2 separate regions of the Callithrix jacchus genome follow, and region 1 is linked to region 2. Evidence: chromatin contacts called from public Hi-C data. All regions are on one chromosome and are shown on one strand. Each heading gives the region's core, a stretch centred on a gene start, on an enhancer-like site or on the middle of the called end of the contact. The rest is flanking DNA. Distances are from core to core; before and after follow the strand shown.

What was found. Hi-C and Micro-C count contacts between places; a contact is called where the count stands out from the background.
Region 1: a Hi-C map of skeletal muscle shows a contact between it and region 2, with 3 times the contacts expected there. The contact joins the promoter of LRRC73 here to the promoter of ZNF318 in region 2. A contact is called at or near these places in 2 of 3 Hi-C or Micro-C datasets (induced pluripotent stem cells and skeletal muscle).

What each region holds. Positions count from the first base shown.
Region 1 is chr4:51,992,470-52,000,307 of calJac240_pri, forward strand. It overlaps LRRC73 (leucine rich repeat containing 73), which reads right to left and starts at 1,452. Exons shown (of 6, transcript XM_078369246.1): 1 at 624-1,452; 2 at 1-106. YIPF3 (Yip1 domain family member 3) reads right to left here and starts at 7,312. Exons shown (of 9, transcript XM_078369245.1): 1 at 7,110-7,312; 2 at 6,267-6,568; 3 at 5,989-6,095; 4 at 4,652-4,697; 5 at 4,423-4,515; 6 at 4,171-4,302; 7 at 3,860-3,973; 8 at 3,539-3,662; 9 at 2,945-3,418. The coding sequence starts at 6,452. The coding sequence ends at 3,270. POLR1C (RNA polymerase I and III subunit C) reads left to right here and starts at 7,473. Exons shown (of 9, transcript XM_017971114.4): 1 at 7,473-7,564; 2 at 7,692-7,763. The coding sequence starts at 7,496.
Region 2 is chr4:51,853,568-51,861,175 of calJac240_pri, forward strand. It overlaps ZNF318 (zinc finger protein 318), which reads right to left and starts at 2,256. Exons shown (of 11, transcript XM_035295700.3): 1 at 1,691-2,256. The coding sequence starts at 2,092.

The DNA of each region.
Region 1 (7,838 bases), core at 202-2,701, 140 kb after region 2:
GCATCTGTCAGGGGGCTTCCATGCAGGCTGGAGGGGAGTGAGAGCGGGATTACTGCAGGCTTCAGTCCTATCTACATGGGGAAGGGCACTTTCACTTCTGTCAGCCCTAGGGATGGGGAGGGCACACAGTCACAGCACTCGAGAGGCCCAGAAAAGGAGAAGGAAAGTTCTAGATTCTCAGGAAATATAAGTAAAAGGAGAATTCAGTTTGGTTTTCTGGGGCAGGGACTGGGATCCAGGATATTGCACAGGGAGAGGCAGAGAAGGGGTGGGTGGGTGGAGGACTGGAATTCTGCAGTGGGCAGGGCTCTCGTCCCCATGGGGGGATTCCCTCTTGGGAACCTAAGAGCTGCCCCAGAGAAGTAAATGCAGGTGATTAGGTGGGGAGGTATGGCCCCTACCCAATGTCAGGAAAGGGTGGGTATCCCAACTTGGGTGGGGTCGCGCTTAAAAATTCCAAGCGTGTGCTTGGAGGGTGTTTTGAAGGGCCGAGGCACGGTGTGTGTGCATAAGGTATGTGAAGGTAGGATGGTACTGGAAGGAGTGTGGAGAAACAGGAGGTGGCAGGGGAGTGCATGGAGGGATGCAGTGCCCGGGACCCCCTTGCGAGGGGGCGCACTCACAAGAGGGACTGGATGGAGCGGTTGGTCCGCAGAGCCTCAGCCAGTTGCTTGATGCGACTGGGGCTAGACACGACGCCCAGGTTAAGGTTGAGCTGCGCCAAGGACGTGGCCCCGGCCAGGGCCCGGCAGATGCGGCCGAAGTCGCGGTCGCAGAGGCGGCAGCCGCGCAGTGATAGCAGGCGCACGGCGTTGTCGCGCAGGCCGCGGCAGATGTCCCGCACCTCGGCTCCGGACAGCGGCTCCCCGGAAATCTGAATGGAGCTGGGCAGCATCGTGCCCTCAGCTGGGCCTCTGGGGCCGGCGCCGGAGCGGAGGTTGGCGGGGTCGCGGGCGGGGCCGGGAATAGGGCCGGGGTCAGGGTCCCGGCCGGGGTCGCGGGCGGAGCGGGACTCGGGGCGGAGGCAGAGGCGGTGGCGGAGGCGGAGGCTGCGGCGGGGGCGGAGAAGAGCGATCGGGACGGAGCCGGAGCCGGCCCGAGGTGCGGAGGCGTCCAGGGCGCTGGTCCGGCTGAGGTGGGGCGGTACTGGGGCGGGGGCGGCCCGAACGGTCAGTGTCAGGGCGTTGGGCTGGGCGCGTTTCGGGGGCTGGGCAGGCGTTGCTCGGCGCTTGTCCTTGTCCCTCGCGGTCGTGGCGGCAGCGGCTCAGGGCCTTCGGCTTACCGATCCTGGCTGGGAGGCCGTACCCTCTCCCTCCCTCTCTGCCGCCCGGCTCCCCCGACCACCCCGTGGGCCTGGCCGCACGGCTGGCTGAGAGAGCCCGAGGCGGGCGGCGGGCGGCAGCTCCGGCTCCGGCTCCAGCGGGCGAGCGGGCGGCGGGTTTCCATGGCAACGGCCGCGTCACCGCCGCTCGCCCCGCCCCCTGCCCGGCCACGGCCACGGCCACGGCCACGCCGGCCCACGAGGTTCGCGCACAAGGGGCGGTTCGGGGCAGGGAGCTGGGAGTGATAGGTCGCTCTTGCCTTGGGAGTGGGGTCAGCCAGCTGGCAGAAGGAAGGCGACAGGGCTGAGGCCTAGGACTTACAGGGTGGGGCATACTGGCGGGGAGCGGAATGAAGGCACGCCACGTGGAGATGGCGTTGGACAGTTACCGCTTTTTCTGCCTATTCTCCAGTCCTTCCGGTTCCTAAGGTCCAAACCCTCGCCACGATCCAGGACACTGTTCCCTTCTATTTGGAAGGCCCCAGGGCACTTTCATACGCACCTCGCCCCGCCCTCGCCCCCGTGACGCGAGGCGCAGCGTGAGTGGGGATCCCGGCCCACGGGGACTTCCCCGCTTGCTCCTCGCCAAAATGGCTGCCTCGCCAGGGCGGCCCCAGGGACCACGGCTGGGCACAGACAGCCGGAGTTGCTGGGGACAAGAGAACCCCAGAGGGTCCCTAGGGCAGGGGAGCCTCAGATAGATGCAACGTCCTGGTGCCACTCCTCCAGGTGCGCAGAGCACTGTTGACGTCTGAGGGTGTGTCCATGCCGGGAGACTGGGGCAGCCAATACAAAGGAGGGGCCGGGGCCAGGGCCCTGGAGCAGTGGTGAGGACGTGAAGGCGGCTAGGCCACCGGCACGGTACAGGCAACGCCGTCACAACTTTGTCCACTGGCCAGGGTGATGGGGACCTCGCTTGTGTAACACAAGACAAATGAAGGGCACCTCTGTTAGTCCCTTTGTTAGGAGGGTTAGATGCTGACCCAGATTTACTAGGAGAGGATTCTTTTCCATAAAACGTAATATTCAATGTAGTGAAGGGAGGTCAAAGGCCCTATTCCCTCTTAGCCACCTGAATTAACTTAGTAAGTGGAGCAGATAAAACACATGGTGGTGGTGGGGTGGCGCTATGTTAGGAGTGGTGGTTGGTTTTAAGAGGAAAGACAGAAAAACCGAAAGGAGCTAGCTCCAGTACCACCAAGGCAAAGCCAAGTTTGGCTTCAATTATGAGCTCCACAGGAAAATTATGCCCACAGTGCCCAGCTGCAGAAGATTTTCCTTGTTTTGACACAGGGTTTAAGTCGGGATGTTTTGTCCAATTGTCACTCCTTCATTGGTTTTCCAAGAGTGTAGCTGAGTGCAGACTCAAACTGGGTGCACTTTCCATCAGGCTTATGGTTTTTTGCTTGAGGCCTCCCTGCCCCTTCATGGGTCAGGTGTCCCCTGCCCTCAGGGGCAGGTGGTTCCATATTCAATCACTGCCTTCTCTGTAGTCTGGCCTGTCCCACCTTTATCCTGCTGGTTGAGGATATGAAGGGAACATACAATATTACCATGGCTGACAGAGCAGGAAAGTATAGAGGAAGTAAGGTAACAGGGAGGACCACTGGATCAGCTCTGCAGTTCCAGACTTCAATCAGCATTTTAATTACCAAGTCTATATTTAGCAAGACAATGTGGGAGAGATAAAGAGGAAGGAAGGGGTAGGAGGTGAGGGAGTCTCAGAGGAGCTGACCCACTTTGTGCACGGGCTGCAGAGCCTTGCAGTCCTGGCCAGGAGTTCCTGACCTTGTGCCCTTCAGAAGTGCCAACAGGCATCAAGGAGGTACTTAAGCAGCTACAGCTCAGTAGCAGCTGCAGACCCCATATGAGACATCAGGACTGTCCTTTAGTCTTCCTCCTCTCTGCAGCTGTGGTAGAGAGGACTGGCCAATAATTTCAGGTGGGGTCAGTGTGACTGCAGGGTCACAGCAATAGCCTTGGCTGTGGCATTGAGTATGGTGGTGGGAAGCCGAGCAGCAGGGAGCATGGCAGGGATGTCTCTGGGGACCCTCTGAATGGGTGGGATGTTGGGGCCCTCCAGTGTATCCAGGATCCCTGAAAGGAAGATGGAAGGTGAGTGAGGGTCAGATGGGGCCAGGCCACTATCATATCCTGCCTTTTGCCCTAGACAGCTGCTTTCCCATTCTCCCCCACCCAGACCTTCCTGCCACTTACCCTCTACCACTTTGTGGTAGGCAAAATGCAGATAGAGCAGGAAGAGCATGTGTAGGGCAGCCAGGGTGCCACAGAGGAGCAGCCGCTGTGTGGGGCCCACGGTCCGAGACACCAACACTGCTACCTAGGGACATGAGAATATAGCTCAAAGGGCCTGGCTCCAAAGTGAGGAGTGGGTACAAGACAACCCCACCCAGGGCAGAACCCTCTTTGAGCCCCTCCCTCCCATTTAGGGCTCTTTGTGAGATGGACAGCTCCAGGCTGTCTTCCCCAACTCCCTGGGAGGACATCCCACCCCTGGAAGCCTCTTGCCCGGCTTACCATGCGCATTGTGGACAGCCCACCCACCAAAAGCCAGAAGAGGTAGAAGAGGGCGTGGAGGTGGATGTTATAGGTGATGAACAGGACAATGCAGTGCCCGAAGAGGCCATAGCCCTGGGAAGGAGGATGGTGGAGAGGAAAATCACTCAGGTTGGGCTGGTTTCTGGCCCCTCATGGGGAGCCTGGGAAACAGATGGTCCAATGGCCCACTCCACCCATTCCAGGATCTGAGGCCCCAGGACAGATGCAGACCAAGACCTGGCTACTCTTTTTAACATCACCCTTGCCTACCACCATGCCAGGCTCCTTACCAGCAGTGCCAGCATCTGCAGCATGGTGATCTGGGCGTTGCACAGGTAGGCGAGGAAGTAAATGAAGGATGAGACGCCCAGCCAGTAGCCGAAGCAGGTGCCAATGGCTGTGCCCATCAGGGTGCCCTCCCGCTGTGGGGCGAAGGCTCTACTTAGTCCTAGGAGGCTTCTGAGCTCAGCCTCATCTAGGGCCTTCCACAGGGAGGCCCTACTTCAGCCACCCCCCGACCCAAAGTCCTCTGTCCTGCTTACAATAATAGTGTCAGATGTCTTCATCCCGTGGAGTAGGATGGCAACCAGTGTGAAGACCAGCATGAGAGGTCCATAGAGTTCACCTGCAATTTTCTGTCAATATACCAACTCATTCAGGCTGGAGGGTACAATGGCTTGTCTGTTTATACCTTCCCAGGCTTTGCCTGGTCGCCCCACCCTCTGCCCTGGTGCTTCACCCGGCTCTCCAGACATGCCACCCTCTATTCACCTGGGGGAAGTTGACCATCTTGATAGGGATCATGGACTCCAGAAGCCTGAGAGAGGAGAGGAGAGATGAAAGCAGAGACAGCACTAGGCCATGAAGTTCTGGAGGGCAAGGCCTGAATCTTACTCATCTCTAACTCCAGGGATTGGGGCCTGGCCTAGAGGACATGTTAGATGACAGGGGAGAACAGGGTAGTAAAGATATACAGGGAATGAGGAAATCATTTCCTTGCCCCTAAAATTACTTCCAGGAAGGTTAACCCTCTGAAACTTAGCTGACTGAAACAGCAGCTATGTGCAGAACTCAGCCCTGCTGGGCCTTCAGAGAGGGCCTGACCATGTATCTGTCACCCCGTCTCCCCTTGAAAAGACAGGCAGACCTCAGCAGAGAGTACCCAGAGTATTAGACTGTAATGGGGAAGCCCTAGAAAAGGTCTAGTCAGCTAGATGGAAGGTTTAGAATGAAAGGTGTTACTGAGGGAACAGTAAGAGTGCCTCCAGGCACTGTCGAGCATTTTCTTGAAAAACATATGTGGAGTAGTAAGAAAATTCAGTCACCGCTCCCCACCCCCGTCCCTGCCAAGGTGGCTAGCTCCTAATCATACCTTGGATTTTAGCTAGATTTTACTTCCTTTGGGAAACCTGCCCCGTCCCACCCACCAACCTGCTATGGCTCACATATCGATCCCGTGTACCCCATCATAGCATGAGGACTGTACTATAACTGTACTCAAGAGCAAGGCTCCCATCCATCTTCACCACCGAACCGGATACAATTAGCATAGGGTCTGCCACAGAGCAAATGCTTAATAAATACTTGCTGAGTGGTCCTGGGTATTTGCTTAGCACTGATTAAAGGATGAACAACAACAAACAAAACAAGCCAGGATTATATCTAGTTCTTGAAAAGTCACTCAAAAACTATGCCCTGATATTCTGGTTCAGAGACTGTTCTGGTGCTGGGAATAAAAAGATAAACAAGATAGAGCCTGCTCTGGGGGGAAAATTCCAGCAATATGAAAGGATGGCAGTGCTGAAGTGCTGTCTGTTGGAGGCAAGTGTTCTATAGGAATACCAGGAGAGAACAAACTGGGGATGGGATTGAGGAATGTGGAATAGGGGAAGTGACATCTGAGGTAGGTTTTGAGGGAAGATGAGTAGTCGGCTAGATGGAAAAGAGGAGGAAGGCGCTGTGTTATGATTATTTGTGTTCAATGACAGGTGCAGTGATGAGAGGTGATGAGGTCACGAAGAGGGGGAGCCCACCAGAGCACAGGGCTTGTAGAGTGCATGAAGGAGTAGGTATTAGGAGGGAAGCTTCTTCAAGAGAAGGCTCCTCACCTGCTTCGCACCTGGGCAGGCTCCACATCAAAGTAGGGTCTCAGGATGTCGATGTTGGCATACAAGCTGAAGGCCCTGGAGGCTTGTCTCTTCCCAGCCTGCCACATCTGAAGGAAGATGGGCATAGGTATTGTGGAACTCTTGGCATTAGACCCTGTTGCCTATTTTCCATTTGATTTCTACCAGGACAACCTGGGGCGACACACCAATACCAACTCCAGGACATGGGACACACCTAGGTTTACTTTTCCACCTGCAGGGGATTCCATCTTGCTTACCTGATCAGCCACCTGCCGGCTCAGCTGTCCCTTAAAGCCCTTCATGCCCAGGAACTCTCCATCCTCTTCTTCAGCAGCAGCCGCATCAGCGTCTGCATCAGCGTCTACTTCTTCCTCGCGCAGGCGCTGATGCAGTTCACCCATATCCTCGAAGCTAGAGCCTGAGGTATCATCCATGTTCTCCATGTCAATCACAGCTGAGCCTCCGCCCTGTTAAGACAATGGCTCCTAGAGTGCAGGACTTTTCTGTTCCATCCATTAAGTCCTCTGCTCATCCCAGGGCTTAGGGCTTTGTTCTTCCACTGCTGAGGATACGGCTTGGAATCACTACAGATCATGCCACTCCATTCCCCCTCATTTGCTCTCAGAACGCTTGATTTATAGCTTTGGCTATCTTTTCTAGCCTGGGAAACCAACTAGTCTTCCATTCATGTCTTTCTCCTACCTTACCTATCAAAGACTAAAAGCTTGAAAAAGAATCCATTTCTGTCTTTCCAAAGCCCCAAACAAAACTATGAACACAGTATGTTTTCGGCGAGTGCCAGTGAATCCCACCCAACCCCACTCCAGGCCTGACCCCAACCAACCTCCTAACTTGTTCCAAGAATACGTTCTTCCTAACGCCTCGGGCGGGCCCAGAGACCCGAGATCCTCAGGCTGGAGTAGTAGACTAGTCTGGCCCTTTCAGGTCAATGTTAACTCCACTGACTTTTGTGTGCAAGACCCAAAGAAGGCAGTTTTGCAAATGGAGTGAACTTCCAGGCCCCGAGGGAGAATCCCCAAGACACTTCTGGACATCGCCGGCCCTCGGGTTGCTGGCATCTGGTGCCTTGGGGCCATTACCTGGATGTTTTCTTCGAACCCTCCCCATTCCGGGCCAGCTCCGTTTCGGGCGCCGCCCGTCGGCGCCGCTGTAGTTGCCATGCCCTTTGAGGGCTCCCGTCGCTGAAGCCCGCGATAGCCCCGCGCGCAGGGAAGTGTGCGAGATGTGAGTCCCAAGAAGGGAGAGGTCCCAGGTCGCGGAGAGGTGGGATCAGCCGGAACACAAAAAGGAGAAACCCGGATGTTTGGACAAAACCAACTTCCGGAAATTGGGGACGTGGATGAAGGTGGAGCAAAGTCTCGCGATATTTAAGATTCCAGGAGGCGGTGCGTTGCCACGGAGATGGAGCAGTGCTGCTAGAACGCACGCGCCAGCTAGAGCCTGTAGTCTTTTGGAGAGATTGAACATGGCGGCTACTCAGGCCGTGGAAGAAATGCGGAGCCGCGTGGTTCTAGGAGAGTTTGGGGTTCGCAATGTAAGACTTGTGTCCTTGAGCTCAGGCGGGAGGAATGAGAGCGGAACAGGGATGGGTCTTGGGATTGGCGTGGGGATAGCCGTAGGCTCACTGTCCATTTGTGGACAAACTCATCCCTTTGCTCTAGGTCCATACCACTGACTTTCCCGGTAACTATTCCGGTTATGATGATGCCTGGGACCAGGAACGCTTCGAGAAGGTCAGTGGGGCCAGAGTTGTCCGGGGATTGTTAGGAGGGCCAGACCCTGTGGTCTCAGCAGCATGTGTCTGTCTC
Region 2 (7,608 bases), core at 1,006-3,505:
AGAATTTTAACTCTCTATAAGGACAGGAGTTTTTGCCTGGTTTGTACTTTGTTGTATCCCCAGATAGTCCAGAACAGTGCCTAATACAAAGTAGATGCTTAATAAATAGATGTCAAATGTATAAAGGGAGGGCTTAAAAATCATGTTGATTTCTGTGTACAGAATAAACTGGAAGGTAGCAAGAGTGGAGTGCAAAGGAGCCCAATGCAGCAACCCAGGAAAGAGATAACAAGGCTTAGACCAGAGTGATGGCAGGAAGGCAGTTTTGGGGACATATTCCAGAGGTAAAGCTAATGGGTTAGACAGATGAGGTAATCTAACAAATTAGATATGGAGAGATGGGAAATAATGACTGTTTCTGATGTAAGCATGGATGATGCTATTTACTAAAACAGAAAAGACCAGAGTAAATAAATTGTGCATTGGAAAAGAAAAGAATGTTGTGGAAACAAGCATTCTATTTTTGTTTCCTCTGTAGTGACTGTCACCCACCCTGGCACTGCTCAACTGAAAATCGTAACATAGTGACAATTCACCCATGACCAAAGTACTCACAGTACTTAGATACACGTTAGAGAGACACTCAAAAAAGTAGAACTTTGTTACTAAATTTTTAAAAAGAGGCCAGGCATGGTGGTGGGCGCCTGTAGTCCCAGATACTTGGGAGGTTGAGGCAGAAGTGCTTGAACCCAGGAGGCGGAGGTTACAGTGAGACGAGATCACGCCACCGCACTCCAGCCTTGGCGACAGAGCGAGACCCTGTCTCAAACAATTAAAAAAAAAAAAAAACAACTAAAAATAAAACAGATCCCTAAACACCAGCCTCTATCTAGAGGATCTCTTGGAGTGGTGGTTATGGTTAAGGTCAGTATTATTTCTAAAACTAAACAATCTCATGCTCTGTTCCTGTAGCAGTGAAATACAGCAGTTAAAATCATGGGTTTGGAGAACCAGGCAGCTCTGAGTTGAATCACAGCTCTACCACCTAGCCATGTCACCTTGGTCGAGTTACCTGAACCTCTCTGAGTTGGCTCCTCGACCGTACAACAAGGGATATTAACTGCCTCACTTCGAAGAGTTTGGAGGGTTTAAAGAATGTGTAAAGTGAAAGACTAGGCATAATTTCTAACACAGAACTCGGTAAGAAGTAGTGGCTATGACAATGACCGTGGTTCTGCACATTTATTCCGGAGAAGCAGCTCCAATTCATTTAAGCTAGCAGTTTACACTCTAGACGTCTGGCCTGGTAGGGTTCAAGCGTCCCTAATTCGCCACCAAAAAAAAGTACCATTTCGGGTTTTTTTTCCTAAGATCCAGCTGGGGCAGCTCAGGTGTAAGGGGATGAAAACTACGGAACCCCGACGACACGCCAACGCTCCAAAAAGTACCAAGGCACACGGTTTGGAGAAATGTCCCTAGCCTTGGCAAACTTTCCACACCTCACCCGGGGTGAGAGAAACAGCTATTCCTAAAGAATGGGGCGCGCACTCCCGACCAGGCGCCCGTGCGCTCCCGAGTCCGTTATTGTGTCAACGCTCCCGGGTCTGACAGGCTCGTCATCCCCGAGGGAATTGGCCGGAGGCTCCGCGCTTAGGACTCTGGCCTGGAGGCCCTGGGCGTTCCTGGAAACGGGAATTCCGGGCTAGGGAGCTGGGGGACGGAGGGAGTCCCGGACGAGGGGTGGGATTACCCGGCTGCCGCTGTCGCCTGGATGGTCTCCGCGGCCGTCCCGGGCATAGTCGGCGCGGGACTCCCCTCGGCTGCTGCCTCTGAAGCCTGCCGGGCCCGGCGGGAAGAGTCGTCGGCCCCGTGGTGGCGACGGGGAGCCGCGACGGGCTCGAGGAGGAGATGGGGAGACGCGACGACCCCGCGGCGGGGACGGCGAGGCCCGGCGGCCGCGGTGCCCTGAGGGCGAGCGGGGTCGGCGAGCCGGGGTCCGTGACGAGGAGGAGCCGGAGGGCGGAGGCGGCGGTGAGCTGCGGCGAGCCGGGCCTGAGGAGGAGCCGGAGCTTCGGCCGCTGCGCGGGCCGCCCCCGCCGTCGTCTTTAGGCCGGTGGGAAGAGACGGAGGAGCGGGCGCTGCTGCGGTACATGGTTCTCGTAGCGGCGGCCACGGCGACCGCTCGGACCCAGGGGCGCCCTAGATGCAGGCCCGGAGCGCGCCGCCGCAGCTGCCGCCGCCGCCACCTCGACCGCTGCGCGCCGCCCCAGCAGCTGGAGCAGCCCCCTCCCCTCGGCCCCGCGTCGCCCCTGGGGCCCGGCCGAGCGCGCCCGCGCGGCCAGCGGTTGAAGAGCGCGAGCACGCGTCCGACACACCCCCCCTCCCCCCGCCTCCGGGGTTCCCCGTTCCTCCACTCAGGGAGCGGCCGCAGGAACCAAGAAAAGTGAGGAGGAGCACAGACAACGGTACGAGGCTAGGCGAGAGGAGGGGAAGCGAAGCGCGCGCCCTGAGCTCTGCACGCCCCGCCTCCGACCCCGCAAGATGGCGGCCGCTGAGCCACCCACTTCCACTCCCCCGGCGGCCACGTGACCCCCGGGGCCTCCGCGCGGGGTGGGCGGGGCGGAAGGGAGGAATTCTCAGCCTGGTTTTCCCGGGATGCTCCAGGCCTCGGGACTTGGCGGTTTGGAAATCTGGGGCAGCTCTTCGCTCTTACCTGTCGCCCCTTAAGCATGTTAATTTAGGAATGGACACGAAATGGTTGTAAACCATTCGTGAGACTATAAACAGGCCTGAAAACGTTAGCTTGTCCGAGGTCGCGGACCTCGGCAAGAGCTCCCACCGAAGTCCCCGTCGCCTGCGGAAGCAGCACGACTCACATCAGTTTACTTTCCAGTTTGCCTAATTTCTGGAGGTTGAAATTGAGGGTAGGAGAGTGCGAGATGGAGGTGATGGTCGAGAATCAAACCCCAAATAGACATCAGTAAGTTTTCGAGCTGTTTTCTGACTAGTACTTGTGGTCTTGGTGGAGGGCCCTCACTACCAGGGCCCCACATCATGACAGACTGGAGGCCTGTCGAGTTTTTTGTAGAAGATTCAGGCATGCCTCCTCCACCTGCCTTAAGTCCAGGATTTTCCTATATGTCAGTCTCAGGGCTCTGCATCCTAAATACAAAAGTGGGCCAGGTGCGAAGGGTCACGCCTATAATCCCAGCATTTTGGGAGACCGAGGCAGGAGGATTGTTTGAGCCTGGGAGTTCAAGACCAGCCTGGGCAACATCGAAGGACCCGCATTTCTAAAAAAAAAAAAAAAAAAAAAGAATTGTCAGGTGTGATGGCACGCGCCTGTACCCCAGTTACTCGGGAGATTGAGGCTGCAGTAAGCTGTGATCATGCCACTGCACTCCAGCCTGAGTGACAGTGACACTGTGTCTCAAAAAAAACATCTATGTATATACCCATTTCCATGTTTTTTGATGGCATATACTCAGTAAAAACGTTTGAAATTTTCACTAGTTGACTTCTTTCACCCAGCTTCACGTTTTATATAATTTATATAAAATAAGACACCAATAACTTAATGAAAAAAATAATAATAATCTGCCTGAGTGTATGCCCTGTCTTTATTAGCATATATATGGATTTTGGTTACCCATACTTTTGGTGGGACCTAATAAATGTAAAGAAAACGTAAATCAGTGTGTATAGATACTTGGAGTCAATAAATTTTAAATCATGTTTGTTATATTCTGTATCAACTTTTCCTCCCCAGTCTGTTTCTAATATTGAGTGTTTTTATCAAAGGAGCTGGGAGGTTTCAAGACAGGGAGAGGAGACATGGTGTATAATCAGAAAACTCTTCTGCTTCCCCATCACACTTGCTCTATGCATAGTTCATGTGTCCTGCATGAACTCTCTTGCAGATCCTTTCACTTTTCAAGTGTTTTTCAGTCAAGAGAGTAGTCATATTGCAGAAGTGAAAACATCTAGTACAGAATAACAAAACTGTAAACTTTATTAAGGCTAAAGGTTCTCCCCTACCCCTGCTCTTACCTGTTTCAGACTTGAAGCTTGCTGTATTAAAGGTGGTATGGTAGGCTTCTCCACCTCCCTACCTTTGCTCTTCAAAGTTTGCTTCTCCTCTCCCACTGGCTAGCTGCTATTTCTGACCCTCCTCCTCCCAGGAGGAGAAGGGTTTGGAGGCAAAGAACACAGAGTTTCCTGGTTAGTGCAGGATGCTGTTATCTTCCAATATTGGTTCCCTGTGGGCATGGAGGAATCACACATGTTGGCCTTTCTCTTATACACCTTTGTGGGCTTTTTTAGAACTCTCTTGCTGGGAGCTAGGCAGTGGTCCTCCTCTGGTTCGATATCTATGACTCCCCTCCCCCAAGTATCTGGCCTTCTGGAGGATGCTTACCTCATGTAAAACTCACTCCCCTGTGGCAGAGAGTCCTTTTCCTCTCTGGTTATCTCTCATGGGAAGGATCCCTTTTAAATGACTCCACATTGGTTAGCTTGTAGGTCCGCTTGGCTCACAGGTAACTCATGCCTTTGCCCCAGTGTCAAGGGCAGTGCAGCTCACTCCCATGGCACCCACCTTATTCACCATCCCAGCAGTTAGCCAGCATCTTGCTTTCGGACTTCCCCCAGGTAGGGGTTAAGACACCATCCCTGTGGATCTCCAAACCCCAGGAGACACAAGCCAAATATCCTGAGGTTCTAATGGAAGCCTTTATCTCACTTGGCTTCAAGCAAGGGGAGAAACACCTCTCCCTCCCTAGAGTGACAAGAGAGGAAATACAGAGCCCACAGGTAAGTCTCCATCACAATCCTCTTTCTCTTATATAGACTGAATGTGGATGATTAGTAATGCTGGCAGACTAGTTCATATTCTATCATCACCCTTTAAGATGGGGGAATGGGAGTACCTGGCACCTGTTGTATTGCCTTCTGCTTTTGAGGCCTTTGTTGAAACTCCAGAGACAATAGGAAGAACCCAGTTAACATACTGTCACTATTGTCTGTCATCAAGAAATTTTTGAGACTCTCATGAAAATGGTGAGATGTGGAAAGGCTTTCACATACACACACACACACACCCCACCCCATAGTAGACGTATGGCAATGACATGTAAAACCTTAAAAGAGAAAAGGAGACCTAGGCTGTATGCTATGGACTGAATTGTGTCTCCCAACCCCCTGCCCCTGCCCACTACTCCAAATTATTTGTGAAAGTCCTAACCCCTGATGTGATGCTATATTTGCAGAAGAGACCTTTGAGAGGTAATTAGGGTTAGACGAGGTCATGAGGGTAGGGCTCCCATGATAGGATTAGTATCCTTATAAAGAGAGGAGGAGACACCCATGCCCCTCTCTGCTATGCAAGCACACAGTGAGAAGGCAGTGTCTATAAACCAGTAAGAGAGCACTCACCAGGAACTAAATTGGCTGGCACCTTGATCTTAGACATTCCAGCCTTTAGAGCTGTGAGAAATAAGCACCTGTTGTTGAAGCCACTCAGCTTATGGTATTTTGTTACAGCAGCTCAAGACAATTAATACACTCTGAAATGAGATAACCCCCTCCGCATGGAACTTGTGGGCTTTTAAATGAGTCTAGAAGCAAGGGTAGCAGTTAGAGATTTGGCTCCTGTGAGATAATGAAGATGTAAGTGCCTCTCAGGAGGTAGAGGACCTGGGCCAGATTTTCAACTTAAAGCCAAGTCCCTACATGCAAGCTGAACAAAATGACTGCCACCCTTCTGCTTGGGGGTACAGTTTCATGGGAATGTGTCATGTGGGTGGGAAGATAAAAACATTGACCATCTTTAAACAAGAACTAAGCCTAGGCACTCCCTGCTCAGTGACTGGAATGATAATATCCTAATATTAGCAATATTACCTTTACACCAATAATAACCAATTAGAAATTATGATTCTGAGACTGGGTGCAGTAGCTTGTGCCTGTTAATACCAGCACTCTGGGAGGCTGAGGTAGGCAGATCACTTGAGGTTGGGCGTTCGAGACCAGCCTGCCCAACATGGCGAAACCCTATCTCTACTAAAAATACAAAAATTAGCCAGGCATGGAGGCAGGTGCCTGTAATCCCAGCTACTTGGGAAGCTAAGGCAGGAGAATTGCTTGAAACTGGGAGGCAGAGTTTGCAGTGAGCTGAGATCGTGCTACTACACTCCAGCCTGGGTGACAGAGGGACACTTTGTCTCAAAAAACAAAAACAAAAAAAAGAAAATATGATTCTGGCCAGGTGTGGTAGCTCACGCCTGTAATCCCAACACTGTGGGAGGCCAAGGCAGGTGGATCACCTGAGGTCAGGAGTTTGAGACCAGCCTGGCCAACATAGTGAAACTCTGTCTCTACTAAAAATACAAAAATTAGCTGGGCATGGTGGTGCACGCCTGTAATCCAAGCTACTCAGGAGGCTGAGGCAGGAGAATTCCTTGAACCCAGGAGGTAGAGGTTGCAGTGAGTTGAAATCATGCCACTCCAGCCTGGGTGACAGAGTGAGACTCCATTTCAGAAAAAGAAAATACGATTTTTTCTGCTGGACACCGTGGCATATACCTGTAATCCCAGCTACTCAGGAGACTAAGGCAGGAGTTTTCACCTGAGCCCAGGAGCCCAAGGTTAGCCTGGACAACAAAGCAAGACCCTGTCTCTGGAAAAGAAAAAAGAGAGACAATATGATTTTCTGTTAAACATGGTGAATTCAATCATGCATGTATCACTACTCTGTCTATAACCTCCACTAATATGACAGTAAGGAGTTTTGTCTTTTTTAAGGTATAATCTCATGTGCAATCAGGAAGTGTAAGGGTGATAATTCCCCATGGGATGGAATTTTTATCAGTGAGAGGCAGGAGCCAATGAATAATTTTTCCCTTATCTCACTTATCTTGGGATGGTTTTGAGATAAAGTTTGTTCATTGCAAACACAGTCCCCAGATTGAACAATCAGTTTAATTTAGTGATGTCCAGGTTGAGGAAAGATGCCTTTGTTGGCTGTAGTTCCTTCCCTGCTTCATTCCCCTTGTCCCTCACACCTGCTCCAAGGACTCCCTAGTAGTAAAATCAGGCTCTAGTTTCTGGAGAACCCAGACTTAAGACAACTAATAAAAAGATCAATATATTGGACTTCATTAAAATTAAGAATGGCCAGGCATGGTGGCTCATGTCTGGTAATCCTAGCACTTTGGGAGGCTGAAGAGGGTCAGGAGTTTGCAACCAGCCTGGCCAACATGGCAAAACCCGATCTCTACTAAAAATACAAAAATTAGGCTGAGTGTGGTGGCTCACACCTGTAATGCAAGCACTTTGGAGGCCAAGGCGGGTGGATCATCTGAGGTCGGGAGTTCAAGACCAGCCTGACCAACATGGTGAAACCCCATCTTTAAAAAAAAAAAATACAAAAATTAGCCCGGCATGGTGGCACGTGCCTATAATCCCAGCTACTCGGGAGGTTGAGGTAGGAGAATTATTGGAACTTGAAGGCAGAGATTGCAGTGAGCTGAGATTGCACCACTGCACTCCCACCTGGGCCACAGAGCAAAACTCCATAAAAAAAAAAAAAAAATTAAGAACATCTATTTATCAAAAGACACCATTAAGAGAATGGAGTGGGAAAAGAAAGACCCTGTATCAAAGTTCTAT